3 separate regions of the Mus musculus genome follow, and all the other regions are linked to region 2. A link is a contact called in public Hi-C data. All regions are on one chromosome and are shown on one strand. Each heading gives the region's core, a stretch centred on a gene start, on an enhancer-like site or on the middle of the called end of the contact. The rest is flanking DNA. Distances are from core to core; before and after follow the strand shown. Region 1 has its middle 69 kb from the start of Gm43699. Region 2 has its middle 41 kb from the start of Cc2d2a. Region 3 has its middle 59 kb from the start of C1qtnf7.

The links. A called contact is a pair of places that touch in the nucleus more often than the background predicts.
Region 1: a contact with region 2 is called in a Hi-C map of the N1E-115 cell line, with 8 times the contacts expected there. The contact joins two enhancer-like sites. A contact is called at or near these places in 2 of 15 datasets of contacts at CTCF or cohesin (hippocampal excitatory neurons and pro-B cells), 105 of 484 Hi-C or Micro-C datasets (the 63-12 cell line, the AML12 cell line, the AtT-20 cell line and 63 more) and 6 of 115 datasets of contacts at active chromatin or transcription factors (astrocytes, a beta-TC-6 cell line, bone marrow-derived dendritic cells and 2 more).
Region 3: a Hi-C map of the N1E-115 cell line shows a contact between it and region 2, with 3 times the contacts expected there. The contact joins two enhancer-like sites. A contact is called at or near these places in 2 of 39 promoter capture datasets (the C10 cell line and cranial neural crest), 9 of 484 Hi-C or Micro-C datasets (the CH12 cell line, LSK cells, the N1E-115 cell line and 5 more) and 2 of 115 datasets of contacts at active chromatin or transcription factors (VIP interneurons and fibro-adipogenic progenitors).

Annotation. Positions count from the first base shown.
Region 1 is chr5:43,421,847-43,424,633 of GRCm38.p6, forward strand. No RefSeq gene overlaps it. Among named protein-coding and RNA genes, the nearest start is that of Gm43699, 69 kb to the left of the region's middle. Within about 2 kb of position 1,400, at least 14 of the 459 cell types and tissues checked have an H3K27ac peak or open chromatin away from gene starts, as enhancers often do. A contact at or near this core is called in the N1E-115 cell line, where this site is marked.
Region 2 is chr5:43,620,201-43,623,178 of GRCm38.p6, forward strand. No RefSeq gene overlaps it. Among named protein-coding and RNA genes, the nearest start is that of Cc2d2a, 41 kb to the right of the region's middle. Within about 2 kb of position 1,466, at least 16 of the 459 cell types and tissues checked have an H3K27ac peak or open chromatin away from gene starts, as enhancers often do. A contact at or near this core is called in the N1E-115 cell line, where this site is marked.
Region 3 is chr5:43,455,065-43,457,826 of GRCm38.p6, forward strand. No RefSeq gene overlaps it. Among named protein-coding and RNA genes, the nearest start is that of C1qtnf7, 59 kb to the right of the region's middle. Within about 2 kb of position 1,262, at least 20 of the 459 cell types and tissues checked have an H3K27ac peak or open chromatin away from gene starts, as enhancers often do. A contact at or near this core is called in the N1E-115 cell line, where this site is marked.

The DNA of each region.
Region 1 (2,787 bases), core at 150-2,649, 200 kb before region 2:
TGAGAATTCTACATCTTCATCTGAAGGGTGCTAGCAGAATACTGACTTCCAGGTATCTAGGACAGGGACATTAAAGCCCACACTGACACACCTGATCCAACAAGGCTACACTTCCTAATACTGCCACTCCCTGGAGCAAGCATATACAAACCATCACAGGGACAAATAATTCAAGCACAGATATAGCAAGATACAGGCCAGTTTTTCTACTAGACAACATAAGAATTATTAGTCTCTACAATAAAATTATAGCCTTGATCAGAAATAAAGATGAGAAATAGGGTCATTTGTGTTTTTACGCCCCCCCCCACCAAACAGAATTGTCCTTGTAGTGACTTTCAAAGCACTTTCTGACAGAAATAACCCTATAAAATGGTCATAGTGTGTATGTAGAATTTCTCATTATTTTTGAAGATTGCTCCAAACGTACTAGTAGCCTGGTTCTAAGACCACCACAAAGAGGATTTCACATCAGCATGAATCCTGAGGTGCTTTGTAAGTTTATATGACTGATGAGGTCAAAGCTAGTGACAAGCTTGTATATAGGAAGCATCTAGTAGGCACTGAACACTATCAGTCTCTTCTGCATACCTATCGTTAACCTTGCGTTGATGAACTCTACCATGTTACTGTGTTCCCTTCCTAAGAGGAGGAAATAGACATTTAAAAATGGTTAAGAAATGTGTCAAAATTACCAGCCTGATAACCCCTCACATCACTGGGGTTTCAGGTTTGTGCCCAGTCATGCCAAGATTCTTACAGGGGTGCTGGGGGTTTGAACTGGGGTCTTCATGCTTACACACACAGCAAATGCTCTTACCCTCAGAGCTTCAGATTAGCACCCATTTAAGAGAGACTCTGGAACCCACCTTGTCCCATCTTCTGTGTCTAAAAGCAGTAGCCTACCTGGGTTATCAGCCACCTAGATTGATACAAAATAGGAAATCTGTGAATAAATAAGCAAATACCAGGGTCCCACTACACAGACTTACCTGAGGTGCTGGCCCAGAGCTCCCTGGACATCTGAATCTAACACCTCCTAGACATTTGGAGACTACTGATCTTTCATTACTAAAGCTAAAAGACTCCCTAAAGTTCACACACGGACTCCCTAGGCAACACTCCTGGGATCTCAGAACTGGGAAATCTTTTACACACCCCTGGCTTGGCCATACACTCCTGAAGAGGGACATCTGAGATCTTTCCTACCAGAGTGAAAAGTCTTGTCGTGGTCAACTTGTCTGAAATCATCCTCCTAGTCATGTTATCAGCTTTTTAAAGCTTCACTGTTCAGACTTCAGGATCTGACAGATGTGTCCAAGAGCTCTGTGGCTTCTGAGGTAACAGTTTGTCCTCAACTGTCAAGTCATGGCTACATTTCATAATACCACCAGGGGGCAGCAATGTGCAAATAACTCCTCTCCAGGACCTGCTGTGTTGGTCTGACAGGAAGCTGTGTTTCAGCTTCCTTGTAAGTCTCAGAATTGAAATAATGTTAACAAGATCACCTCAGGTCTGCTCTGGGACCTGACAGAAATAACTCATTTCAAATGAAAGTGCCCTGCCGATGCACAGGTGCATCGGAATCACTGTTCTCAGGGTTTGGATTCCATGGTCGTTTCACCATATGCTGGGAGCTTCCGTGGGGCAAGGACAAACAGCAATCAGTGGGGACCAGGTGCACAGGGCTACCTAAAACCACTCACACTGTAAGTCTGAAGCTCTTCATTTATTCATATCCTTCCTACTTTTTTGGTCTGTCTACCCTCTTCCTTGAGAGCTGGAATTTGTATGGTTGGTTCGTCGATGTATCTCCAACAAATGAAAGCCCCGTAGATCAATAACTATCTGTCATACAAACGAGTATAGGCTTGGCAAGAAATGTCATGAGTGGAGATTGGCATCATCTCAACTAGACCACACTAAATTAGTTGTTTCAATAATTTTACTGTCTATAACTACCAGGGGATGGGAGTGATGTAAAACAAAACAAACAAACAAAAAAACCAAAAATCAAAAAACAAAACAAAACAAAAAGAAACCATCACTTGGGATCTTACTTGGAGCTCCCGTTTACAGAAGAGGAAGAAGCAGAAGCCCAAGGAGAGGAAAAACCCAGCTACAAAGACCTACATGGCAGAGCCAGGTGTGCAAGCCTGATTGCCGCCACTGTGATTTCCACGCATCCCATTGCCTTCCAACTTTCCCCTTTCCGCCAAATATCCCTTCCTAGATAAATAAACTGCATAAGTTAACCAGATCTACTCACTTGCTAATTAGCAGAGATAAAATTTGGCCACCCGTATTCAGAGTTGCCAAATTGCCCTATTGAGGAGTCTCTCTGGCCAGCCTTTCTACTCTCCCTTCCCTGCACCATCTCTGTACTAATCCCTCTGGGATATCTAGTCGCTCTTTACCACAGCCCTATGTCAACGCTGTTGTTATTTCTCTTTCACCAAAGAAAAATGTAGCCGTGACAGCAAATTTAACTGCAGGGCACTTAGCTGGCCTCAGTATGTTTCTGAGGGGCTTGGTGTTTGATAGTGTGTTTATTCCCGTGCCAGTTCCTGGGGACTTTCATGATCTCCTCTTAGAGATGTGGACCCTGAGGTAAGGAGAGGATAAGAGGCTTACCCACCATCAAATCACCGGGAAATAGGAAAGCCACTAGGTATGGATTCCAATCATTTGCTCACTTTGCACGGAGAAAACACAGGCCAAAGCTGGAGAGTCTCTGGAGCAAGGTCACAGGGAGTGTCCATGTTGACTCCATTTTACTACATTTAT
Region 2 (2,978 bases), core at 216-2,715:
TTTCTTTTCTCTGAAATAAACTGACTTTCTATAACATTTGGCCAGCATTGACTGGGTACTTCATACCCTGTGACCTGGCATCTGTGATGGCTCAGCCCTACAGTCTGTCATAGTCTTGGCCTCCACTGATACTTTAAATGAAATAGTGTTACTCTCAACAAGCTTCCTTCTTCTCCCTGAAAGCTCTGATTTTTTTTAACCTCAGTTACCTAGGATATTCAACAATTCTCTTTAATACTGATTTTTAAAGAGCATTAGTGAGGCATCCTTTGAGATTGATCTCTTTATGGAATCACATGGCCAAGTAAACTCAGTTTGTTCCTTAGAGAACATAACACTGGCACTGAAAAGCCACCCTAGCTCATGAACTACCATTCTTGCAAGATTTCTGAGAGAGAGAGAGAGAGAGACAGAGAGAGAGAAAGAGAGAGAGAGAGAACAACTACCTAAGATACTAATAGCAACCATTTACTAAGTGCACCCTTTGTTAATGGCCTCATGAAGAGTATTTGTAATATGTACTTCTTTTATTTTAAAAAAATAAAAGAGCCATGTAGTGACATAATGTGTTCTAACTTCTATAGAGTACCACACCCAGTTCCCACATTAAAAGAGGAAAGCTGGTATGGACATGTTGGGGGCCTGGAGCTTGAGAGTGCATGAGGTCAGCATCTCTTGGGACCACATACTAAGGTCTCTGGCTTCTGATCACATGCTACTTGGGGACCAGGCATGACGTAGTGGAGCACAATCTAAAATATTTCTCTACAGAGACTTGAATGAAGAAGGAATTTCATTCAGTGGTGTGGGTAGGGTAAAATGTATCAGGTAACGACCTTGAGGTATCTGAACCTAAGGCAATGTCAGACACCTCAGAAGACTGAGCATTTGTAAAACTGAATATGTAGAAAAGGGGCGGTGCCACCAGAGGGATTGCCACAACTACATAGAAGCAAGAAGCAAGATACGTTCCAGCTATTCTTCTGCTCTATCTCGACGGTGCCCCATTCGTCAAACCAAACCACTCTAGGACACAAAGCATTCTGAGTGACATGGTGCCCAGAAATGAGCTTCCTCACAACTGTAGAACTAAGAGGAGCAGAAAATGGGCAGAGACCTCAGGAGAGTGGGAGAGGGCATAAGGCTCCCCTCTTAAATCACTTCCAACTCCAACGCTTCTAAAATGCCCTGCAAGGGGGTGGGGGGGCACAGTGAACCAAGAAGAGCAGCACACAGCCTTTCCACTGTTGCTCGAGGCTACCTAAGAGATGCAGTCAGCAGCCCTCAGGTCCCCAAAGCAACTCAGCTCTATTTACCAGGAATTTGCATGGACATATTTTGCTGTAGCCTTGTGGAGACAGAGGGTTTTGCCAATCTTCCTTCTGGAAGTCCTCTTTTAAGCACTCAGCAGCAGCGAGCAGTGGAGGGAGCATTCAGGGATTCTGAGTCCCCAAAACATTGCTTTTTGGCCCACATGAATTAGATGACCGTCCACATCCATCAGAGACAGGAAACCCAAGTAATGTGCCCACTGCCATGCCTTAGTGAATGCTGTTCTAACTGCTGCCTATAGGCTTGCATGCTCAGGTGCTGACACACCCATTGCTCTACCTCCCAGGGCCTCTGCTTTCCTGCATTTTCCAGGACATGCTACAAATATCTATAAGGGAACCACTCACACTTTTTTTTTAACCATAGTAAAACTTCAGGATCCTCTGTTTGACTGGGAGACATGTTTGTCGCCTCAGGACTGGCTCATTTGTGCCCAAAATACTCAGTGTGGCCAGACCACAGTGCTCTGAAAACAATGACAGGCAGCAATCTACCATCTGCCTTTTTCTGTGCAGAGAACAAAGACTGGCTCCGAAGGCCCCGTGCCAAGCAGAATCTAAAAGAGAGTCTCCATCACTATATCATTATGGCTGTAAAAGCACAAGCACTCTGAATTCTCTGCAAAACAGCCCCATCTATAGGGGCTGCATGCACTTGTATGTCCTTCTCAGATTTAACCCTGAGCTAAGGCGAGGGCAAATAGGAACACTCTCTCCCTGGACCGTATTTGCACCCCAGTGGCATTTGCAGATCAGCTCCAAAACACATCAAATGTGTTATACAAGTGAAGTGTCACAGGAAAGGAAAAAAAAATGTAGGAAAATTTCCACTGCCACTTCCATACTGTGGTTCCCAAGAGACACGTTCACATGTTTCTTTTCCTGCATCATAGTTTCTCACCCTTGGCACTGATGGCTTTGGAACAGATCATCCATGTTGGGAGGGGATACCTGCACATTTTAGGATGCCCTGCAACACCCCCTAGCATCTACCCATAGAGACAGAGGAACATCTTCTGGCTCATAACTATCAGCAGTGTCAAATGTCCATGGGTGATAAGAAACTGTCCCCAGTTGAGAACCAGTTCTCCACACTGTTGGAATGCTGACAGGTGTAGCAACAAATTAGTTAAACCACCAATTTGGCTCCCAGCAGGCCGTGCACACTTCACGACTAGCTTAATAGTTTGGCACTTTTAAAACTCCCTGCAGCTGATCTTCACAAAACCAAGGGCCTCTCCTCCCATTGATGGCTTACTAGGCCATCCTCTGCTACATATGCAACTAAAGACAGAGCTCTGGGGGTGGGGTACTGGTTAGTTCATATTGTTGTTCCTCCCATAGGGTTGCAGACCCCTTTAGCTCCTTGGGTACTTTCTCCTCTAGGTCCTTCATTAGGGGCCCTGTGTTCCATCTAATAGATGACTGTGAGCATCCTCTTCTGTATTTGCCAGGTCCCAGTGCAGGGGAATACCAGGGCCAGGAAGCTGGAGTAGGTGGGTTGGGGAGCAGGGTGGGGGAAGTGTATAGAGGATTTTCAGGATAGCATTTGAAATGTAAATGAAGAAAATAATAAAAATATTTTGACAATGTGGGTTATATCTAATTCTTTATTTCTCTACATTTTCTAGGGCAAAATAGAGTTCT
Region 3 (2,762 bases), core at 12-2,511, 170 kb before region 2:
GCTATGTTCCTTCAGCAAAACAGCAGTGTTTTGTTTTCAGTAAGGTCCTATCTAGTGTCAGGTTCTTGGCCACCCAAGCAGTGTAGGTGTGAGGTCCATCTCATGGAGTAAGTCTTAAATCCAATCAGATAGTGGTTGACTACTCTGATGTGGGTTTTGAAACCTCAAAGCCCACTTCTGGTAACACACTCCCTCTAACAAGGCCACATTTCCGCCAAATTGGGAACAAAGTATTCAAAGATATGGGGGCTGTTTTCATTTAAACTATCACAGTCTCTTTCTGCAAAATTACAATATTTTATAATATCTACTGACTAAGGTCTGCCTTTGTCTGGTAAATTGTAAGATTAATAACAGGAATCTTGATCTAGGTTGTTTACTGATAAATTTCTACTGATCAGAAGAGTGTTTTGCTATGGTGAATGTGTGTATAGGCATGTGCACACACACATGTGCCTCTGTGTGTGTGTATGTGTGTGTTAACAAATTGTGAAAATATATTAACCAGTAAACAAACAAACAAACTGATGGGCACAACAAGTTAACTCTAATGTGGTACCCTATGTAGATCTTTTGAAACTCTCTTAGTCTTTTCCTATGTCTGTCATGTCAAGAGGTAATGGCTTTAGGTGTAGACATCAAAATGACACTTAAAACAGAAGAAAAGAAGAATACACAGTAAATTCTGCAGATCTCAACTTATCCTTGCATTGCTGGTAATGTGTCAAATTATTTTATTCTAGTTCTAAGGATGACTGGGAGATCAATCGTTTTATTCTTACAACCTATATGAAAAGTCATGGCAACTAGGCTGGGTTAGGGGCAAGATTGGTCAGGTAAGGAGCATTCATTCATTCATTAGGAAAAGACTTGAACCCCAGAGGAAGGACTGTGAAACAATAAAAAGGTATATAATATCTTTGGGAAGAAGTAAGGATTTTGAGTTTCCTACAAGATCTCCAGGGCCATTCTTTGCCTGTCATTCCAGTTTATTCTGGAGAAGGAGACGAGGAGCAGAAGTAGGCACACAGAAGACAGTCAAGACATAAAGCAGAACACCGTCTGATGTCATCGTCTGGCCTGGCTCACAGCAACAGCTGGAAAAGTAGCTTTTTCTCAACAACCCCTCCCAAAGCTGAATTCACTCCCAATAGACTTTAATTAGCAATAGAGAGAAAACCTTCTTCCCAGTCCTAGATAAAACTCTTTTCCCTACATCCCTAGCTCAGCAGTCTTGACAGAAGATAAGAAGCAGCTGGCAGAGTGTGGGAGACAAAACTGCATTTGGCCAGACAGCTGGGACTGTGTGTATTCTCACTGGGGGCACAAGAGACTCCAAAAAGTTACAATATGATTTGATTTTACGTTTCATGACCCTGAAGATATATATAAAAATAAGCCTGGACACTTGTATATATGAGAACCTAATGACAGGATTGCACAAATATTCCCATTAACACTATTAACAAGCATGTCAGTAAGACAGTGGTTTGTAAGCAGGGATCATTAAAAGTCGAATGTTTGAAAGAAAGGATTTTGAAATGTGCGCTGCTGAGAGAATGGATAGTTTTGGGGCATGAGGATATTGATTTGGACAGGACTCAGCTCAAACCTGGTACAGCTTGATTCATTCTCGCTGATTTTGGTTGTTTTTTTTTTGTTTTTGTTTTTGTTTTTGTTTTTGTTTTGTTTTCCTTTTTTTGATAGTGGTACCTACTGCTAGACCTTGGGAGAAGGAAGCAAAGAAAGCTTGGAAAGGAGAGAACAAAGTCTGCATCCTGGATTAAATGAATCTATTTGAAGACAAGTTACAAGGAAACTTGTGCGATGACAAGGATCAGCTCATTCGAGAGCCAGACTTTAAAAACACGGGTAGCCTACTGGCTCAGCTAATTTTCGAGCCTTCAGCAATCAAGGTGAGCCCTGGCAATGTTAGCAGTGGTCATTTGGGCATCTTTATCTCTGAAAACTTGGTTATGTATAATTTTTGATGTGACCCTAACTTTCCTCAACAATTATGGAAATAAGGACAGCATCCATAAGTGGGCGCTTGGCTTCACTGTCCTTCCATCTAGGACTCACTCTTTGTCCAAGGTGTGTTGGCATACAGGGTCTGTGTCACCTCACTGCACTTTCTAGCACGTGAAGTTCCTGCTGAGATTTCCAGTAAACCTAAACAATGGTCTACGCTTTCTCCACATCCACCCATCCATCCAGGAGAAGAATGAGCTCTTAACCTGCAGTGTTAAGTAGGTAAGGCTTGAAACAAGGCCTGATGGGAAAACTCATTTCCAAGCGCCCCTTTGTTTTCAAGTGAGAACAATGCCCACTCTGCAATTGCTCTGTGAATCTTACATCATGTGCACACTGTCCTGGGTACAGTGCTCCTAGATGTACCCGGTGCTTAACCAATGGCATTTGTACATGTTCTTACCTCTACTTAAATAAAGGCTATCCTTTATTTCTTCTAATTCTCTCTGTTTCTCTCTGTCTCTGTCTCTCTGTCTCTGTCACACACACACACACACACACACACACACACACACACACACACACACACACACACACACATACACCAACACTCCAGTATACATATGATATACATTAATGAAACATCATACATGCATTAACTGTTTTTGTCTTTTGAGTTGCTGCTAACTCTTACAATACAAAATACGGGAGGAGCTTGGAAATAAGGCTCTAAGCCACACTGAAGACTGTTTGTCCGATGTAATGTACTCATTCGTTTCATCACAAATGAA